2 separate regions of the Mus musculus genome follow, and region 2 is linked to region 1. The links are chromatin contacts, called in public HiChIP or PLAC-seq maps. All regions are on one chromosome and are shown on one strand. The core of a region is the stretch at or near the end of the contact, and the rest is flanking DNA. Distances in the headings are between cores, read along the strand shown.

Region 1 (6,148 bases), core at 2,838-5,337:
TGTTCCCTGTGCCTTGACGAAGGTAACACTGATGGCCCTCTGAGGGCTGAGCACTTGACTACAACCACTTATCCTCAGTGCTTTGACCAGTTGGAAGACTTAAAATGGCCACTTTGTCACTCTGCAAAAAGAAGCTTCTCTGGCCAACTGTCGTCCATGGATAGATTAGACTCTTTAGAAGTCAGTGTGGCTATAATGGATAATCCTTTCTTGTATGGCTGATTATCCCATCTCATTCATAACACAAAGCCAGTGAAATGGGCAAATACAAGTCTCATAAGACTGTTGACTTTTACAGTTTGGATGTAAAACTTCTCCCTGAGGACAAAAGTTACACAGCTTATTTTAAACAAACAAACAAACAAACAAAGCCATAAACACAAAACTGTAAGCTTTAGCTGTGAGTCTCTTGCATGATTCACCCAAACACAGCCAGTCCCAGGGCCCATTCGTGGCCTTTGACCTAGATAGTCTGGCTTTAGAAGTCAGTTAGGTGTGTCCCACTCTTCCCCAGAGGATGAAATGTGTCCTCTGAGATTCAGGGGTGCTGTACTTGGCAGAGATGCTGGCTGGACTATGCATGACATTGCAGAGGATCTCCTGGGGCTGCCCCTCATTTCCAGCTGCCTGCCCTCTGGGAACATCTCAGCCCTTTCCCCACGGCAGTCTACGCTTAATGGCTTTGCGATGTAAGGGTCAATTTAGGCTTGCTTTGAGCTCCTCTAGAACTTTGGATGGAGACTCCACTGAAGCCCAGTGTCTCACACTATCCAGTCTTATCTTTCCTTCATCCTTGTCCTCCAACCCCCACATTGACCCTAGAATACATTGTAATGAACTTCCAACTCTCATCTCCATTTCAGTGTGTCTGAAGGAGGTGGTCCACTACAGGGAGCTCAGAGAAGATGACCTATACATTCAGGCATTGCTCACACACCTTCTACCAGCCCCACTGAGTTCAAATCTTCTACTAGATGTTGGGTCAGCCATGTTTCCTCTACCCTCACCTCTCAAACTATGCAGGTCTGTTCTGGAGAGCTGCTTGCCCAGCACTCGGCCTCCAAAGGGAGAAGTCAGATGATTGGAAAGGACTCTGATCAAGTGTGATCTCTCTGAGCCTGAGTTTTGTAAGAAGATCTAGACAAAGTGTGTAAAGGTGCTGAATGTAGGCTCTCTCATTCTACCAGGTTTGAAGTTAGTCACTGGAAGACTAGGAGAGAGGGAGAGAGAGAGAGAGAGAGAGAGAGAGAGAGAGAGAGAGAGAGAGAGAGAGAGAGAAAGGGACAGAGAGACAGAGACAGAGAGAACATCCAGGGACTCACTGGATAGACAGGAAAGTCCCGCCATGTCCTCCTAACCCTCCCCTTCACTGTGCCCCTTGACCTGGAGTTCAAAAAGGTTGAGTGACCTACTCATGATCGCAGTTGGGACACCTAACATTTTTGTTGTGGTTGGTTGGCACCACCGACCCCACATCATTGTTTCTGCAAGCGAACAGAGTTCAGCTAAACCCTGGGAGGAACTCTTGATTGATGACCAAGGAGCAGAGCCCAGGTGTCCGGTGCTCTTCCCATCTGGAAGTACAGGGAAAGGAAGGACTTAACCGATTTCTTAGATGTTCTCTGAAGTCCCACATGTTTACTGGGATGGGGAGATCCAGTGGTATATGGGGCTGGCTGCAAAGAGCCGTCAGTACCAGAGCCTGCCCACATCTGCATGGCGCACCATCACAGAGGTGCGCGCGTGTGTGTGTGTGTGTGTGTGTGTGTGTGTGTGACCCCTAGGTGGATAAAAGGTTGATATTGACCTTTAACCTTTCTCTCAACTAAACCTAGAACTCATTAATATACCTAGGCTTCCTAGCCAGCTAGCTCTATGTGTCTGCCTTCAGAGGTGAGCCACCCCTCTCGGTGCACCTACACGAATTTCTGGGAGTCTAGTCAAGATGTTTGAGCAGCAAGCACTTTGCTGAGCCAGCTTCTAGCCCTCAACCCCTCTTTGTCTGCCTTATCGATCCTCCCCTCCTCTCCCCAGTTCATCCTCACAATAGCCTTCCAGCACCAGAGCCTGCCCACATCTGCATGGCGCACCATCACAGAGGTAACCACAGGAGTATCTTTATAACATGCCACATAGCCTTCCCAGTGCTGTTCTGGGCCAGGGTGCCTATTCCTTATCCAGTGACACTCTCCTAGAGGGGTAAATACATGAGGAGGCCTCTCCTCCTGCCCAGCCATTCAGTGAGTTGTCACCTTGGGTCCCAGCCCCCTGCTTGGTAGTCATTCTGAAGTTCTGTGCACTTTCCAGCCCCAGAGCCTGGCAGCTCCCATTGCTATGCCTCAACTGCCCTGGACCCTGCCTGGAAGCCCTCTTTCCACAGGCCACAGCTCTTCAGCATCCTCCCTCAGCCAGGTCACTGCCAGAAAGTTTGGTTGGTAGCTGTCACAGCATTTGTTGCTAGCTACCTGGTTAAGAGTTAACCAGGTTAAGTAACTACCATGCTGCTCTGGTGAAAAGTACGTTGCATATTCCTGAGGTTTTGTAACTTACAAATAGTCTCCCACTTCTCTAAACTTGGCACCAACACCTGCAGTTCCTGTGGCTGAGTCAGCGGAGGGAGAGCTGATTTATTGGCTCAGGTTTGGAGAAGGTACAGAAAAAGGGCATTTCTCAGCTTTCTATCCCCTCCAGGACAGGAAGATCAGAGGGCTGGATGCTTCAGCCCTAGCCTCAAGAATCCCTCCTGGGAACATGCCCCCCCCCACAACACACACACACACACACACACACACACACACACACACACACACACACACACACAGAGCTTCACCCTTGTCTGCAGAGGAGGAAGGATAGTGGGGAGGCTCCCATTCGATGCCTGCCACCCCACAGCATGGTACCAGGGAATTTTGCCAGGGGCCAGAGAGCAAGGCTCCCTCCTACCCACTGTCTTTCTATCGCAGGGGAGAGGCTGGACCCAAAGCCACCCACACAATGTGACCATTGACATTTGTGGGTGCCATGGAAACATCTCTTGGGAGCTGAGTCCTCCCTCAGTAAACTCATTGTCCCCTGAGCCAGCCTTTCTCCAAGAGCTCCCCCTTCTTAGCCCTTTCCCAACCCAGGGCTCCTCTTGTTGACTCAGGTAGGGGAGCCAGACCCAGGTTTGCTGGTGACAGGCTCCACTGCCCTGGGTCTTGTCATCCTGGGCTCCTGTCCATTCCTCATTACGGCGAAAGTGGCCCAGAAGCAGAGCTCTGCACACAGATGGCCTTTTGGTTGCTCTGAGTCCTGACAGAGGAAGCACACAAGGACAGACAACCTTGCCTGCCTGTTTGTTTTGGAAAGCGAGAAGGCAGAAACTGTTCCTGTGGGGCAGCCTCCTGCTGAGTGGCTACCCTCAGTGCCAGCCAGCCTCTGGACTAAATCGATCTGGGCCACCTCACCTAGTCCCTGTTCTCTTTCTCCCTACAGCGCTCCGCCCATGCATTTCTCTTCTAAGTTCTGGAAACTTCTTCAGAAGTCACTCTCCTGCCTGGCTCCCTCAGCCCCCACCCCTACATTTGCTTGAGCCAAGGTCTCCCTGTAGAAATCCAGATACAAAATAAAGCCAGAGACTGTCAGGGTCACAGGAGGCCCCAGCCAGGATAGCCTTGTGTGTTCTCTCTTCCCTCTCTCCCCAAAGATAAAGATGTTGTTATAGAGAAAAAAGGCTCTGTAGAAACAAGGGGCATGGGGACTGCCTAAGATCCAGGCAGGGCCCAGACCAGGGCCTGCTCTCTCTCTCTGGCACTGTCATTTCTCTAAGCCACTCAGTGATTAGAGACAGGAGTTCAACAGATCCCTTGAAGCAACAAACCAGCAGGGACTGGAGCTCCCCCCAACCCCACCCCAGATTTGGGTTTCAACAGCTAGAAAGAAGAGCTTGTGACTACAGCTCTATCTTTCAGCAGCAGCCATGTGCCCATGTCCCAAACCACTCCCTTCGCAGACACCACTGTGGACCCTGATACCACAGAAGCAGTGATTCGGGCCAAGGATCTTGATGCAGTGCCGGCATGGGAAGGAAGGGACTTGCTGATGGACAACCAATGGGAAGGAAGGGACTTGCTGATGGACAACCAAGGTTAGATTGGCGCTCTGTGAGCTCAAACCCTAGCTGGGTGACGGGGCCAAGTTACATAATCACCCTTTGCCTTGACTGCAGCCACAGTAGAAAGTAATAAACCTTCCTGCCTTCGTAGGATGCTGGAAGGGTCTGACAAACAGGGAATAGAGAGATCAGCACAACGCCAGGCTCATGAGAATACACAGGATAAACACACCATGTTGTTACTGCCAGCACTACCCTTAGAGCCAGGTACATGGGTAACGGGGTCTCAGGCTAAGAATGGCCAACAGATGGCTCCTACAGTGACCAGGATTCCATCCCACAGTAGGAGTTCCTGGCCTGAGGGAAGAGAGTGCAATCTGCCAGGCCTAGGCAGCTGAGTGCCCCACAGCAAGGCGTTCTCGGAGCATTCCTGCTGGGCTTTGACATGGGGTGGCCAGTTGGTTCCTGGAATGTCCAAGAAAAACAAACTGGGTATTCTGAGTGAAATTGCAGCCTGGCGGCAGGCTGGGTCTGCTTTAAATTAAACACAGCATTTCTCGGATTCTTTTCATCTTCTTGCCACTGTGGGGTTCCAGAGACATTACCTCACCTCACTTTCCTGCTCTGAGGAGAGAAAACTGACAGGGTGTGAGGCTGGGGTCTTGGGAGGGAAGGCTGGAGAGCCTACTCTGTCTTAGGGCTGAGGTGCACAGAGCCATCCTCCCTCTCCGGGTTCAGCCTCCCATCCGGGCTGGAAGCAGGGGCTGTGCCAGGAGCAGAGAACACGGCCAGTATTTGGTATTTAGCAAAGGATTAGAACATTTTCAAAGTACACATCTCTCCTAGGAGTGCTTGGAAGAAGCTGTCTGTGGTTTTATGAGTCTTTTGACCATGGTGTGATATTTAGACTTGAGGTAGCCATGCACGCCAGCTCCTTGGCTGGCAGAGGGGCCCATTTCCCTGCTGGGCACTGTGGTTTAGGGTGGAGTTCCTTCTGGTTTTTGAAATTACTTTTAGCCAACTTATGGAGTCCCAGAAAATTCAGTGTTGGAGTTCAGCGCTCCTGCTGGGACTTCCCCTCAGGGAATAGACATCTGTGTCTTGCTTAGATCCTGAATCCTTTTGTTTATTCATTTATTTATAGTTTTCTTAAATGTAGAACAACTTGTAAGAGTCAGTTCTTTCTTTCTGTCATGTAGGAACTGGGGATAGAACTTGGGTCCTCAGGTTTGGCTGCAAGTGCCTTGACCTGCTGAGCCGTCTCACTGACCTTTTATTTATATTTTCACTTGTTTATAAAGTGATGTCCCCACTTCATAAGCTAGGAGTGGTAGGAAGTTCACTGTGTAATCAGGCCAGTTTCAAACTCCAGATTCCCCTGCCTTGGTGTCCCAAGTGCTAGGATTATAGGCTAGCACTTTAAAAAGGTGGAAGGGTGTCTCCCAAAGTTTCTTAGGTATACAAAACAGGAACTTCTTGGGCAGTCTTCCAGGAAGCAGGGATTTTTTCCCCCTTTTCTGGGATTTTTATGTGTGTGAGTGTATGTGTGAGCACATGAGTGTGTGAATGTGTGTGTCTGTGTATGAATGTGTGTATGTGTGAATGTGTGTGAGTGTATGTGTGTGTGGGTGTGTATCTGTGTATGAGTGTTTGTGAGTGTGTGTGTATACACCACATGTGTATGCAGGTATCTTTGGAGAACAGAAGAGTGTTGGACCCCCAGGAGCTGGAGTTAAAGGCAGTTGTTGGGTACTGGTAATGGAACTCAGAGCTTCCAGAAACTCAGGAAGCACACTTAACTGCTAAACCATTTCTCCAGCCCCACATAATTACTTTGTTTATAAAAGATGCTCCATTTTCCTGGGAGATTGTGACCATATGTGAAAATATCCTCCCAAATTCTCCTCTTAGGGATATGGTGTCTAAAAGATGGATATCACATGTGGTGTGGACAGAGGACACAGGTATTTTGTTGTTGCTGTTACTGGACTTTGGTTTGGTTTATTTTGGAGACAGGGACTCACTCTGTAGTTCAGGCTGGCCTCAAAGTCATGG
Region 2 (6,162 bases), core at 885-3,384, 290 kb before region 1:
GAAGAGCAGCCAGTGCTCTCAACCATTGAACCAGCCCCATGTGTGATGTCTTTTAATGTTTGTAATTATTGAAAATGGAAAAATATTAAGAGCAAGCATACATATAGATGTCCTTTAAAAGATACTGTGTGAAGCTGGGGTTGTAGCTCAGTCGGTAAAGTGCTTGCCCTCGAGCCGTAGGTGTAATCGGGAGTTCACAGACCTGGGCGTGGCAGCACATGCCTGATATCCCAGCACTCAGGAGGCGAAGGAAGTATCAGAAGCTCAAGATTATCTTAAAATAAAACCCCAAACCAAACCAAATATTACAATAACAATAACAAAAGACCACACCAGAATAGTGTGTGTGTGCGCATATGTGTGTGTGTGTGTGGGGGGGGGCATAATTACAAAGTAAGCTATGTCTTAATTACTGAAGCTCAGACCCCTTAAACATCAGTTTAGAGTTTCTACTCTTCTCTCCCATCTTCATAGCTAATGAAAAACACCTAATGTTGACCTTTATCACAACTCAAGGTAGAAAAGAGGGAAATATTTGGTTATGCACTCGGTAAGTCAGATAATGAAGGCCCATTTGATCTTTGGACTGAAGAGCAGAACACACATTATGTGGATTAAATTTGTCCTAGTTCTGGAATCTTCTGACCATAATAGAAAAAAAAGAAGAAGAAGAAGAAGAAGAAGCAGCAGCAGCAGCAGCAGCTCTGGCTTCTATTTCTACTTTTCGGGGATCTGAAAAGCCTGGTCTTAAGGGCCACAGGCATTAACTTCCTGTTGTCACAGGCTGGTCCCCCAGTGCTATCGTTCCAGGGACTAGTGTCCATAGCTCTCGATCAGGCTATGTCAGCTAACAGGGGTCCTACTGCTTTAGTGGCTAACTAGCCCTTTTAGACAGAGGGAATCACCAAGGAACTCTCTGGCTTCCAAATCCTGCAGTTTAAGTTAGGCACAGGCTCTGACCACAAATAGCTGCTTCCAGAGTCTGGGTTTGAGATGACAAGAATCAGAACAAGGTGCTGGACTGAGCTGGGGGCACTGAGAGGCAGTCCCCGAGTCTGTCTGTCTGTCTGTCTGTCTGTCTGTCTCTATTTTCACCTCTGTCTCTCTGTCTGTCTTTGTCTCTCTGTCTGTCTCTGTCTCTTTCTGTGCATGTGCTAAAGTTTGGACCCCTAGCCTTGTACATGCTAGGCAAGTATACTACCACCAAGCTTCATCTCCAGTCCTGTTCCCCACTTAGAGTTTGGTACAAATATTCACTGAAACCTGGAGTAGAGCCGTGCTCTGGAGGCCATTCCTCCCTAGGTTTCTATTTCCAGAGCTGCAGATGTCCTTGGAGGGCACTGGCACCTGTGCCCCTGCATCCTGCTCACCTAAGCAAGTTGTTTTAGGTTGGAGGTTCTCTTCTTCCCTCCTTCCTTCTCTCCTTCCCTTCTTCCCTTTCTTTCTTCCTTTGACTGGGTCTCGTGTATCTCAGGCTTCAAGCTCACTATGTAGCTGAGGCTGACCTTGAACCTCTGACTCTCTTGCCTCCACTTCCTGAGTGCTAAGATTGTAGGCTTGTACCACCGTGCCCAGCCTACTTGGAGATTCCAACTTAATGATATTTCCCCCTTCTAGACAAAGTCAATCCTGGGGCACCTGAGACCCCCTCTTGCTGCTGTGATGTACCCCACTTGATCCCTGAGAGGAAACAAGTCCTAAGAAAGTATAGAATAGAAACATGAACAGAGACAAACCTCAAGGACAATGTCTGAGAGTTCTTACACACACACACACACACACACACACACACACACACACACACACACACACACACACACCCTTAGTACTTAGAAGTACATAGGATAGGCACCAGGGACCGGCCCAGGAATCCCATCCTGGCTGAGTGACTCTAAACTGGAGCCTGCTTTCTCGGGACTTTGGTGATCTGAACCCTGAAAGAGATGGAAGCTGAGGAGTTCTTTCTGGGCTTTCTGCTTCTGGCTGGCTCCTCCATTTTGTGGCACCAGGAGCCCTCTGACAGAGGCAGAAGGAAGCCAGGCCCATTTCTGGAGGACTTGAAGGTGTTTGCTCTTGGCTGTGGCTCTAGGGAGAAATTGTCTTTTCACTGTCTGCAATTAGGGCTGAGTCAGACATGAACTAGCCATGTGTTAAAATAAGCGCCGGTGTTTCTGAGAAGGGAAGTCCCAGAGCCGGCCAGGCCGGGATTAGCTGCTGATAAGGGGCCTGGCATTGTTCTATCCGTCCCCTGAGACCCACACCACATCCTAGAAGAGAAGCCAGGTCCCTTGGCTGGGACAGTTGTGGGCAGAGCTGGAAGGCTTGTCCTGCAGGCCATCTGTGGCTGTGGCTGCGGCTGTGCGGAGTCAGGGCAGCACAATGGTCAGGCATAGAACTTACCCTGGGTGCAACTTTGCTGTTGTAGCCTGGGCCCTGTCTTGTCACGTAGACAATTCTTACTCCTAGACCAGCATAGAGGCAAGTGGAGACCATGAGTCAACCAGCCATGTGTAAGTCCAGCAACCCAGGCCAGCCACATCCCTAACCCCAAGGTCAAAGCAAGAGCCAAGGAATGGGGAGGGAGAGGGAGACCTCTCCAGTTTAGACTCTTCAGTCTTAAGAAACAAAGGCGACAGGAATGTGAGGAAACCACTGTTTACATGGTTCTCATGAGTGGTCCACTCAAACGTGTCCTAACGCACTTCTGGACTGAGCGCGGAGGGGGCGGTGTGCTGAGGTGGGAACCGGAGATGGGGGTGGAGGACTCCGTGTTCTTGGGAAGTTGTGCGGAGGAGGCCAGCTCTTTCCCCTTCGGCTGCTCTGAGCTTCAGTGGGGGCCCGAGGAGGAGGGCAGAAAGGGTCCTGGTGGAACAACAAGGGCCTGGATTACGTTTCCAGCCAGGAAGGTGGGTAGGAGGGCAGTGAGCATCGAGGTTGGTTGAGGGCAGGTGACCACCCGGGGAGTCTGGGGGTAGAAGGACTTGGAGAGAGATGCATGGAACCAGAGAGTAAGGTTTTGAACCCAGCTCCCAGCAGGCGAAGATATTCCTTGGAAATAAAGTTGTCCATTTTGATCACCCCCATCCATGACCCCAATGCTGCCTCTTCACAAGGCTGCATTAAGCTTTTCAAGGCCTTCTGGAAACAGAACGTGCTCCCAGCTACACAGAGATCCTCCCTCTCAGTCCTCGATTCTAGGGAATAAATGTGACTGGCCCCGAGAGCCACAGGCTTGGCCAGCTGACGCAAGCCCACAGGAACAAGGGTAACCCTTCTAGCTCCTCGGTGGCCGAAGCAGTTTTTACAGCCCAAAGAGGCAAAATGGGAACTAAGGGTTGAGAGTGGGCAAGGAAACCACCTCAGGGAGAGAGAGCAGGGGAGGACTGGAGTTACCGTCTCCGGACAGAGCATGCCCACATCCAAAGCTTTTTCAAATGATCCAAACTCCTGGCTTGAGAGGTGGCTCAGGGGTTAAGAGCACCCGCTGCTCTTGCAGAGGGCCCAGGTTTGATTCTCAGCCCCTAACCGGCAGCTCATGAACACCCAAGACTCCAATTTCAGATCTGATACCCTCTTCTGGCCGCCTTGGGCACTGCATGCATGTGATGCATAAATATGTACGCAGACAAAACACTCCTACATAAAAGTGTACTGGAATTTGTGTGTAATCCCAGCACTTGGGAAGTTGGGGCAAGAGGATCAGGATTTGGCTACATACCAAGTTTGAGTTTGTGCTACATGAGATGCTGCCTCAAAACAACAATAACAACAACAACATAAGACAAGCAAATAAATAGAATTCCAATGAAGACACTCTACAATCTATTTGCCAACAATTAATATAGAAAAATGTCTAACTCCTTTAGGAGGCCATTTTAAAGATTTTACTTCTCTCTCTCTCTCTATGTATGTATGTATGTATGTATGTATGTGTGCCCGTACGTGTGTAGGGTGGAGTCTGATGCTGGGTCCCATCTTCCACTGGCCTAGCTAGTTTTATGTCAACTGAAGCCATTTGTGAAGAGGGAACCTCAGTTGATAAAATGTCCTCTCCACACTGGCCTGTGGGCAAGTCTGTGGGGCATTTTCTTGACTGATGATTGATGTGGGGAGGCTCAGCTCACTGGAGATGGTGCCAACCCTGGGCCCATGGTCCTGGGCCCAATAGGAAAGCAGGCTGAATGAGCCACGAGGAGCAAGCCAGGAAGCAGCCGTCCTCTGTGGTCTCTGCGTCAGTTCCTGCCTTAGGTTCTAGCCCTGATGAATGATAATTAGGACGCAGAAGCTGAAATAAACCCTTTCCTCCCCAAGTTGCTTTTGGTCATGTGTCTTCTCACAGCTATGAGAACCCTGACTAAGATACCTACCTAATCAATGAGGTGGGGTTTCCAGTCAGACCCAGGGCTTTGAAGATATAATTTGTCTTACCCGCCATCTTGTCTGGGGGTCCCCAACCTGCCTTTGGAGGCTAGAATTATAGGCAGGTTGCTACAGACACTCAGAATTGGCACTGAGTACCCAAACTCTGGCCCTCAGACATATATGGCAAGTGTTTTAAGCACTGAGCCATCCTCCTGGCCTTGAAGCGGGGCATTGAAGAGCAACATTTTGGTTCTCTAAGCCATTGACACCAAACTCTCAGCGATGGCACATAAACGCCCTGGTTATCCCACACACAATGTTGATCTGGGGATAGACATCAGCCTTTCACACACACCCCACCCCACCCCTCCATTACAGACCTATTAGAGGTATTTGGAGGTTGCCAGCAGAAGTGGATGCGGGGCCTTGGATTCTGAGAGCTGACACCTGACAGTCTTGGGGCACAGAGGAGTCTGTAGTCACCTCCTTTCCTTTTCTTTCTTTTTAAATATGTACTTTACATGTCTGGTGGGTGCCTGGTTGTCTGCATGGACCCCATGTGGGTGCAAATCCCTTTGGAGGCCATAAAAGGGCACCAAGATTCACTAGAACTGGGGTTACAGGCAGTTGTAAGCTACCCGATGTGGGTGCAAGGAACCAAGCCCAGGCCTTCTGTAGGAGCACCAGCTCACCCACAGCAGTTACATTTCTGTCTGCAAAGCCAGCAGGCCCCAGGAGGTCAGCTGGATTCTACCTCAGCAAGGCATTCAGGAGGTAAAAAAATGGAAGCAGTACTCACACACCCAGAGCACAGCTTACTCTGGTGGTGCTGATGAAGGGCGAGGCACCCTCCGCTGAGGGTCAGAATAGCCCAGCTCCCCACATTGGGCACTGACCCCAGCCCACCCCCACCCCCTTCCCAAGCTGTTCCAAGCCTGGGGCCCTGCCCTGTCCCAGGGAACTCTGGCTTTTCTCACACCCACACTTGCACATTCATAAGCAAGGCAAAGAAAGAAAGCAGGTATTGTTCGAATTCATAGCAGGTTATATTCTAGGAAAAGGTGGTGTAAGTGGAAAAGATAAAAACTGGATTGATTTCCCCACAGAAACAATACCAAGATGAGAAATCCTGAGCTAGGGAAAGAATTCTATGAAAAAAAAAAAAAAAGTCCTGACCTGGTCATGAAAACCCCCTTAGGCAACACAGTGAGAAATTAGGGCCGAGACATAACTAACCAAAAGAAGGTCACTCTCCACGTAAGACACCACAGGTGCTTATGCGGGGCCAATAGGCCATCAGTTGCAGGCAGTACAAGTTCTTTGTTGGAAAAAATCTAAATGAGAGAGGTATGCCCTCAACGTGGCGGCACATTGGTGTCACCCAGAGGAGCTGTCAATACCGTTTGCCTTGGGTTATCGAGACCAGATATCCTGATCTACTGGTTTATGCCTTGAAGCAAGATGTCGCTGTGTAGCCCAGGCTGGTCTTAAGTGAACTCTAATTTTTTAAAACTTTTATTTTTGTGTGTATAGGGGTGGGGAGTGCTGGGGTTACAAATGTGTGCCACCATGCCCCATTTACGTGGTGTGGATGTATTTGTGTGTGCTAGGCAAATATTTGGTCAACTGAGTCCTCCCCCTCTCCTAACCTGTATACTCTTCCCACGTGCTGTAATCAAATTAGTAGGAGCCCTTCTCCCCTTCCCTTCTTGGTGTGTGCGTGGGGGGGCACTTTGGGAGTCATCCTTCACTTCTCTACCTTACTCACTGAGGCAGGGTCTTTCAATCAAACGCAGAGCT

The links. HiChIP or PLAC-seq counts read pairs in DNA pulled down with a chosen protein or histone mark.
Region 2: a contact with region 1 is called in an H3K27ac HiChIP or PLAC-seq map of the NIH/3T3 cell line, with 5 times the contacts expected there. The contact joins two enhancer-like sites. A contact is called at or near these places in 1 of 15 datasets of contacts at CTCF or cohesin (the NIH/3T3 cell line), 5 of 484 Hi-C or Micro-C datasets (cerebellar granule neurons and embryonic stem cells) and 2 of 115 datasets of contacts at active chromatin or transcription factors (the NIH/3T3 cell line and pancreatic cancer cells).

The regions. Positions count from the first base shown.
Region 1 is chr6:71,988,605-71,994,752 of GRCm38.p6, reverse strand. No RefSeq gene overlaps it. Among named protein-coding and RNA genes, the nearest start is that of Gm26628, 28 kb to the right of the region's middle. RefSeq lists an enhancer at 2,692-5,420. Within about 2 kb of position 4,087, at least 180 of the 459 cell types and tissues checked have an H3K27ac peak or open chromatin away from gene starts, as enhancers often do. A contact at or near this core is called in the NIH/3T3 cell line and pancreatic cancer cells, where this site is marked.
Region 2 is chr6:72,273,748-72,279,909 of GRCm38.p6, reverse strand. No RefSeq gene overlaps it. Among named protein-coding and RNA genes, the nearest start is that of Gm30782, 22 kb to the right of the region's middle. Within about 2 kb of position 2,134, at least 82 of the 459 cell types and tissues checked have an H3K27ac peak or open chromatin away from gene starts, as enhancers often do. A contact at or near this core is called in the NIH/3T3 cell line and pancreatic cancer cells, where this site is marked.